Linked DNA regions of Callithrix jacchus: region 1 is linked to region 2. A link is a contact called in public Hi-C data. All regions are on one chromosome and are shown on one strand. Each heading gives the region's core, a stretch centred on a gene start, on an enhancer-like site or on the middle of the called end of the contact. The rest is flanking DNA. Distances are from core to core; before and after follow the strand shown.

The links. Hi-C and Micro-C count contacts between places; a contact is called where the count stands out from the background.
Region 1: a contact with region 2 is called in a Hi-C map of skeletal muscle, with 6 times the contacts expected there. The contact joins two enhancer-like sites. A contact is called at or near these places in 3 of 3 Hi-C or Micro-C datasets (induced pluripotent stem cells and skeletal muscle).

Annotation. Positions count from the first base shown.
Region 1 is chr5:106,085,948-106,089,791 of calJac240_pri, forward strand. All of the region lies in intron 5 of LOC144582655 (a long non-coding RNA gene), which reads right to left. Among named protein-coding and RNA genes, the nearest start is that of WSB1, 51 kb to the right of the region's middle. Within about 2 kb of position 1,679, at least 8 of the 16 cell types and tissues checked have an H3K27ac peak or open chromatin away from gene starts, as enhancers often do. A contact at or near this core is called in skeletal muscle, where this site is marked.
Region 2 is chr5:105,827,544-105,831,815 of calJac240_pri, forward strand. It overlaps KSR1 (kinase suppressor of ras 1), which reads right to left. Exons shown (of 20, transcript XM_035300987.3): 11 at 2,979-3,020; 12 at 566-620. Among named protein-coding and RNA genes, the nearest start is that of LGALS9, 30 kb to the left of the region's middle. Within about 2 kb of position 1,313, at least 6 of the 16 cell types and tissues checked have an H3K27ac peak or open chromatin away from gene starts, as enhancers often do. A contact at or near this core is called in skeletal muscle, where this site is marked.

The sequences.
Region 1 (3,844 bases), core at 429-2,928, 260 kb after region 2:
GCGCCTGTAATCTCAGCTACTTGGGAGGCTGAGGAAGGAGGATTGGCTGAACACAGGAGGCAGAGACTGCAGTAAGCCAAGATTGTGCCACTGCATTCCAGCCTGGTGACAGAGTGAGACTCTGTCTCAAAAAATAAAATATAAAATAAAGTAAAATGGTACAAAGAATACTAAACAGACCTCTGTACTTGCCCACACAGGTTTAACAAATGTCAACCTTTTGCCACATTTGCTTGCTATTTCTCTTTTTCTGAAAAACCCCAAACTTTGATAAATCTAAAGTCCTCCCATTTTCCCTTTTTTTTTTTTTTCTTTTTTTTTGAGACGGAGTTTCGCTCTTGTTACCCAGGCTGGAGTGCAATGGCGTGATCTCGGCTCACTGCAACCTCCGCCTCCTGGGTTGAGGCAATTCTCCTGCCTCAGCCTCCTGAGTAGCTGGGATTACAGGCACGCATCACCATGCCCAGCTAATTTTTTGTATTTTTAGTAGAGATGGGGTTTCACCATGTTGACCAGGATGGTCTCGATCTCTTGACCTCGTGATCCACCCGCCTCGGCCTCCCAAAGTGCTGGGATTACAGGTTTGAGCCACCGCGCCTGGGGTGGCCCATTTTCCCTTGCATAGGTAACCACTGTCTTAAGTTAGTGTAGAGCCTTCTTGACCATATATATACACATACATACATACACATTTACTACATAGCCATATAGCTTTATATACAATACCATATTGATAATATGTATATTTCATACATATATAAAATATGGGGGCCCAGAAAGTGATCCTCCTGCCTCAGCCTCCCAAGTAGCTGAGATTACATGCATGAGCCAGCACTACTGGCTAATTTTTGTTTTTTTAGAAGAGACATGGTTTCACCATGTTGGCCAGGCTGGTCTCAAACTCCTGGGCTCAAGAGATCCATGTGCCTCAGCTTCCAAAAATGCTGGGATTATATACATACATATAACATATATATTAACAATATATGTATATATGTACTATCATACTGTGTAAATCTCTTTCAGATTCGCTTTTTCACTCATCATTTTTTAGATTTACCCATGTTGGTACATTGTAGATCTGGTTCATTAATTTTAAATGCTCTATAGTTTCCCGTTGAATAAACCTGTTTATTTGTTCCCTTACTAATAGACTGCTCGTCATTTCCATTTTTGTTATTACACAGCACTGCAGTGAAAATTCTTGTACCCATGTGTGGGCGTGTTTTTCTTTTGAGACAGGATATTGCTCTGTCACCCAGGCTGGAGTGCAGTGGCATAATCACAGCTCTCTGAAGCCTCAACTTCCCAGGTTCAAGCAATCCTCCCACCTAAGCCTCCCAAGTAGCTGAGACTACACGCCGGTGCCACCACACCCAGCTGAATTTTTTTTTTTTTTTTTTTGTAGAGACAGGGGTTTTGCCATGTTGCCCAGGCTGGTCTCAAACGATCCTCCCTCCTCAGCTTCCCAGAGTGCTGGGGTTACAGGTATGAGCCACAGTTACCGCCTGTTTTGCTATGCATATGGTTGCTAGGTCACAGTGCATGCACATCTTTGGCTTTTACCAGCTATTGCCAAATTCTCCAAAGTTGATCTGAAACCAGTGGCGTGACAGCACCGCCCCCAGCATGCGCACTCCCGGCTAGGCTGTGACAGGGCCCGGGCTCGGCCCCAAACCCAATCCGAGATCCGAGCGAGGGCAGAGAGCGGGCAGAGGCCAGGCAGTGGGAGCAGGCACTTGCAAGGACAAGGGGGGCACCTTCCTGGGCTCCGAAAAGTACAGAGGCCTAGGTCCACAGCCAGGATTTGGGCGGCTGCTGCCGCTCCTGAGAGAGCGAGGTTGCTGCCCGCTCTCGGCTCCCGCCGGCTCCGTGGAGCGTGAAGCCGGGGCCGCACCCCTCGCAGTCTGGGGCGGGGGCTCCAGGTCCTCGGCGGGCCCAGGCCTCCTCCCGAGGCTCAGGAACCCCGCACCCTCGACCCGGCGGGCGCTGCTCCCCAGCTCCGCCTCCTCCCCGCGGCCTCCCAGCAGCAGCAGCTGGCGAGAGCGGCAACGCGAGGCCAAGGGTCCTGTATCCCGAAGGCTCGGGCCTGGGGGCAGGTCCCGCCGGGCCGCGCAAGGGTGAGGGAGGCGCAGTCGGCTGCCTCGGGGACAAGGGCACAGGGGACCCACCGCTGCCACTTACCGCTCCTGCCACCGCCGCCCGCACACCCGCGCTGCCGAAGACCAGCCGCTCCCATCAATATATTAAATTAATGTTATAATTAAGATTAGAGGTAGCTTCAAATTGCTTCATATCAGATTTTGTCACGAAGTGAGTTTAAACCAGGCCGGGCGCGGTGGCTCCCGCCTGTCATCCCAGCACTTTCGGAGGCCAAGGCTGGATTTGAGACCAGCCTGGACAGCATGGAAAAAAATCCCTTCGCCACTAACAATGGAAAAATTAGCTGGGTGTGCTGGAGGACACCAGGAAGCTGAAGCAGGAGAATTGAACCCGAGAGGCAGAGAATGCAGCGAGCCGAGATCTTGGCACTGCACTCCAGCCTGGGTGACAGAGTAAGACTCTGTCTCAAAACTAAGTAAACAAATAAATAAATAAATAAAAATAAAGGGAGTTTAAACCAAATTTAGGGAAGCAAACTTAGTTTTCAGAGTTTTTTTCTATTTTGGAATTGCAAATAAAGGATTTAGGCTTCTACCTATTTATGTTCTCACCAGCCACTTAGGACTTCTCATTTCCCTGTATCTTCACCAGCACGGTGTTATTAGGCTTTTTAATATTTGCCAATCTGATAAGTGTAAAATGAAGTCTTTATTTTGATTTGAATTCTCATAATTACTAGTGAGGTTGAGCGTTTTTCATTTGTTTATGACGATTTGTGTTTCCTCTTCTGTGAATTTCCTGTTTCTCTTGAATTGTTCTTTTATTGATACATTCGGGATACAAACAAGTTGTAATGAATTGCCAATATCTTGCCTTTCCATGTTTATGGTACCTTTTATCATAAGGAAGTTTAAATTTTCTAGTATGACAGGTTGGATTATCAAATAAAAATATAACGTAAAATGTCAAGGTGGTCAAATTCATCAACATTTTCCTTTCTAAAATATGTCTTTCTTAAGAAACCCTCCTTCCTTCAAGTTCATGGTTGTATTTGCTTGCAGATTTTTTTTTAAGTTTTAAAGTTTGGCTTTTTATATTTAGTTTTTAAAAATATATCTGGGGTCTATCTTTGTGTACCATGTGAGGAAGGAATGTAGTTTTATATTTTGTATCTGTTAGCCAGTTGTTCTGGTATCATGTACCAATCGGTGTCTTCTTTTCCCGCTCATGTGCAGTAAAACCACCTCTGTCGCAGTCCAAGTTCCCATCAATATGTGGCCCACCTCTGGGTCCTCTGCTCAGCCCATGGTCTCTTTGTCTGTCTCTGTTAATAATAATTCTTTATTATGGTAGGATAAGCCCCTCCCACTTTATTTCTCACTTTCCTCTTCAATAGTGTCCTAACTAGTCTTGGCCCTTTAGTTCTTTATTACATAAATTTTTAAAAACTTGCCCATTTCCAGAGAAAAACTGGTTGGACTTTTTTTTTTTTTTTTAGTGGAATCTCCCTCTGTCATCCAGGCTGGAGTGCAGTGGCCTGATCTCAGCTCACTGCAACCTCCAACTCCTGGGTTCAAGCGATTCTCCTGCCTCAGCCTTCCAAGTAGCTGGGATTACTGGCATGCGCCAGCACACCCTGCTAATTTTTGTGTTTTTAGTAGAGATGGGGTTTTGCCATGTTGGACAGGCTGGTCTCAAACATTGACCCCAGGTGATCCACCTGCCTCAACCTCCCAAAGTG
Region 2 (4,272 bases), core at 63-2,562:
CTGTGCGGCCTCAGCCTTCCTCAGGCTAACTTGAAGGTGGTGGGGGCTGAGAGGTGGGCAGTGATCCCCAAAGCCCCTTTCCAGATGTGATACTGCTGCACGGGGGCTCCGAGCACACCCACAGGATTTGGAATCTGACGGCCTTGACTTGAAGAACTGGCTCTATCGCTTCCTAGCTGTGTGACCTTATGTAATTTCTTAACCTCTCTGGGCTGGCTGCATGTTATGATGACATCTACTTTGATACCTACCACCAGGCTGGATGAGATGTGGGAATGTGAGTCAGGTGCTCAGCATGGCCTGGCAGAGAAAGGGCTCCGTACAGGAGCTATTCTTAGGCGTCTCTAACTCCAAGTGTCCTCTGTCTACCCCTCCTGGGTCCCAAGACTGCTCCAGTTTCATATTCGGCCCCACCCAATGTTGACATACTGATAGGAGGCAAATAAAACCCTCTGAGGAGTTCACTGGCCCAGAGGGCGAATGAGCCTCAGGAGTTCTGCTGGCCGGAGATGGAAGGGTGGAGTAGGAGGTGGCAGGGACGTGGACACAGCCTAGGGATGCCTACCGGGTACTGTCGGCGGCTTCGGGGAGCGGGGCTGCCTGTGCAAAGGCCGAAATGTCTGGAGGAAACACAAAGCAAACGCAAAGCATGAGATCGCTTCCCTCCCCAAAGAGATGCCGCGCTCAAACCCAGCGACCCAGAGAGGTTGACTCTCCCTCAGCGGGCTGCCTCATGTTCCCCGGCACTTCCGCAAGGACCAGCCTGTGCCGTTCCATGGACCTTGCCAGCACGCAGCATCCACAGCTCCTGCTTCTGCATACACAGCTCTGTCTCAGGAAGGGGCTTGGGGCAGACGGGGAGGGTGAGACTTCTTGTTACCACCACTCCCCGGTGGCCAAACTGCCCCACACAAGCAAGTGGTAAAAGCAAACTGGGCTCTCATTTACTGGACAGGCAGCCAAAGCTGCTCCTGTTTGGAGGCCAGGGCTGCTTGTGACAACCCTTGAAAGTAATGAGACTCCCTCACTTTGGCCAGTGAGGCTGTGGCAGGACGCATAGGTGGCTCATTAGCGACACCTGGTGCCTGGTGCAGCTGCTGGGGATTTCCAGCACAGAGGCCCCAAGCCCTCGGCTTCCGGGTATGGGTCACTGTGGAGCAGCTCTCCGGGGAAGAGGAGGAAACTCCACATATCAGGGGCCCAAAAGTGGGCAGCTAGGGCTGACCCCTGAGCCTGGGGTATTCCCAGTTTAACACTGAAAGTCCCATGTCCAGGGACATCAGAACCGAGTTACTCCAGCATAGAACCAAGTGCTACAGGGAGATTGGTGGTTCCAGGGCCGTCATGGACCGCTCACTCCCCGCTCCTTCTGCAAAAACAGAGACAGGAAGTGGCAGTGGCTGGAGCTATCAAAGGCTTCTCTCCTGCCCGTGTGGACAAAGACCTCCCTCGACCTTCTGCTAGAGTTTTTTTTCTACCTTTGAAGGTTATGTGAACCACATGCTGTGACATCTCTGGGACCTCACGGACTTGGGAGAATCTAAGGCAGTGGGCCTTCTTATCAGGGAAATGCACACATACGCCCAACATCCCGTGCACAATTTCTGGGGGATCAGAACCTTAAAAACCTCTACTTATAAGGCCTCCCCCGGACACAGTCTATCTGCAGACTATCAGCAGGGGCCTGGCCCTTCTACCTATCCAACATGGCTCAAATGTTCCACAGAAGGCAAACACATGCCAAAGGCATGAGGGAAGCAGGAATGGGGAGGGGGGTTTGGGGAGGAACTGCACCCCAAGAAGGAAGGCAAAATGCCTCTGAAGCCCCATGCTTTTCCTTAAAAGTTAAGAGTGTATCATACATTCTGCTCCAAAATGTGTCCATGTTTGCTTTAATAGAAATATTTCCTTGCCCTCCCTGTGACATATCTTCAGGTGAAAATGGGAAAACTGCTCTTTTGGGAGAAGGAACATGTCTTCCCAATGTTTTGGGGTAACCCCTGTGTGCGTCCCAGAGCTAGTAACCACGGGGCCACAACAAAAAACGGGTGAAACTGCAGAGGCTGGCTGCCCAGCTGCTCAGAGGAGGTCTCCGGGGGTGGGTTCTCAGGCCCCTGACCGCGGCCCTGCACACACCGAACAATGCCGTAAGGACGGTCTCTAAGGACTCACAGACACTGCAAGTCAGCCCCCTAATGGAGCTGGCTTAGGGAACAGAAAAGCCTGGAATAACCAAAATACTGTGACTCAAGACAGTCCTGTTCAAGCCAAGAAAAAAACAGCTGTGATCTTTGTCTTAAACACCATTATTCTCATCACCATCAGTTACAGAAAAAAAAAAAAGCACTGATCTCAAACACTTTAGGGGCAGGAATGAAAAGGTTGGTACACAGTAGATGTACAAAACAATTTTTGCAGAAAGAACTCAATGGATTGACTATATTGTAAGATTTTTCCTTTAAACTTTCTGCAATAAGGAGGCATTTCCAGCAACAGCCAGCAGATGACACTGTGTGTTAAGGCACAGAAAGGTGACGCCCACTAAGTTAAGTGAAGCCTGCAGAACTCCCCAAATGGGTTTCCACTTCTGTAAGACAAGGCAGTAGTTTCCATCATTGTGCAAGGGAGGATATGGTGACAGATGCTCATCGGGCAATAGCAAAAAGTCCTCCCCCCATTCCACAAACCCAGGTTCTAGTCCTGCTTGTGCCATCTCCTGGCAGTGTGACTTTGAAAGAAGTTACCTGCAGTGTCTGTGCCAAGAGACTGGATAGGATGGATTCCAGGGTCCCTCCCAGCAAGAACTTCTCATGTCAGAGGCCCACCTCCCCACTTTCCCTGCCCCCTTCCCATCCTCCATGGGCAGCCAGCTCTCAGAACAGGTGGAGGGAGACTCAAGCACCTCCAAAGGTACTCAGATGGGCTGGACAGAAGGGGTCACAGCAAGGGGCAGTTAATGGAACCATGCAAGGACTCACCTGGAAAGATAAACTGCTGTCTATGATGAATGAAGTAGGCAGCTTTAAACAAAAGAGGAGGTGAGTCACACACACAGAACGGTCAACGCAGGAGGGAGGAGCAGAATTGCAGACACTGGCTTGGGAGACAGGGACTTGTTATTGGGCTGGGACAGCCCTGCCCAAGATGGGCCCGGCAAGGACAGGCCAAACCATGCAGGAAAGAGGAAAAGAGCTGGGAGAAAGAAAATAGGCCCTGGTAGGAGTCCACAGGACTAAAGGGGCTTGCACTGGAGGATCGAGCATTCCAAGACCCCATCTCTGGTGACCAGCGCTCTGTGAAATCCATGTGAGCCCAGAAGGGCAAAATGTAATGGGAGAGAAACAGTATTTCTGAAAAGTTTAACAGTGCTATGAAAAGAATGGCCTCCTCCAGAGCCCCACCTGTACCTCCAGAGTGTCTCAGCCTTACCACTCCTCCTGCATTGCTTTCTTCTCGTGTAGGGAACTGAGAGGGATGCAGTGGGGTTCTGGAAGCATGTTGCAGCCTCAATTCTGCCACATAACTAGGCTCTGGGACCTTAAGGAGGTGGCTAACCTCTCCAGCACTGTCAAATGGGGGTGTAAATACAGTCATGTGCCACAGAACGTTGTTTTGGTCAACAAGGGACCACGTACACGATGGTGGTCCTGATCACAACGGAGTGGGAAAATTCCTCTCCCCTAGTGACGTGGTAGCTGTGGAACAGGGCAGCGCCGTGCATTCCTCACGTCTGTGGTGATGCCAGCGGGAAATAACCCACGGCTCTACAAGCTGTATAAAAGGATAGCACGCATGATGATGCGCAGTAGCATCTGACTTGATAATGAGAATAAACAACTATATTACTGGTTTATGTGTTTACTATATTGTACTTTTAATCATGATTTAAATTTTATTCATTGACTGATTAATTGAGATGGAGGCTCTCCCTGTTGCCCATTCATTCATTCATTCATTTATTCATTCACTTATTGATTGAGATGGAGGCTCGCTCTGTCGCCCAGGCTGGAGTGACATGGCAGGATCTCGGTTTACTGCAACCTCCGCCTCCCGGGTTCAAGCGAGTCGCCTGCCTCAGCCTGCCTCAGCCTCCCGAGTAGCTGGGATTACAGGCACACACCACCATGCCTGGCTAATTTTTGTTTTTTTAGTAGAGACATGGTTTCACCATGTTGGCCATGCTGGTTTAGAACTCCTGATCTCAGGTGATCCGCCCACCTCAGCCTCCCAAAGTGCTGAGATTATAGGCGTGAGCCATTGTACCTGGCCTTT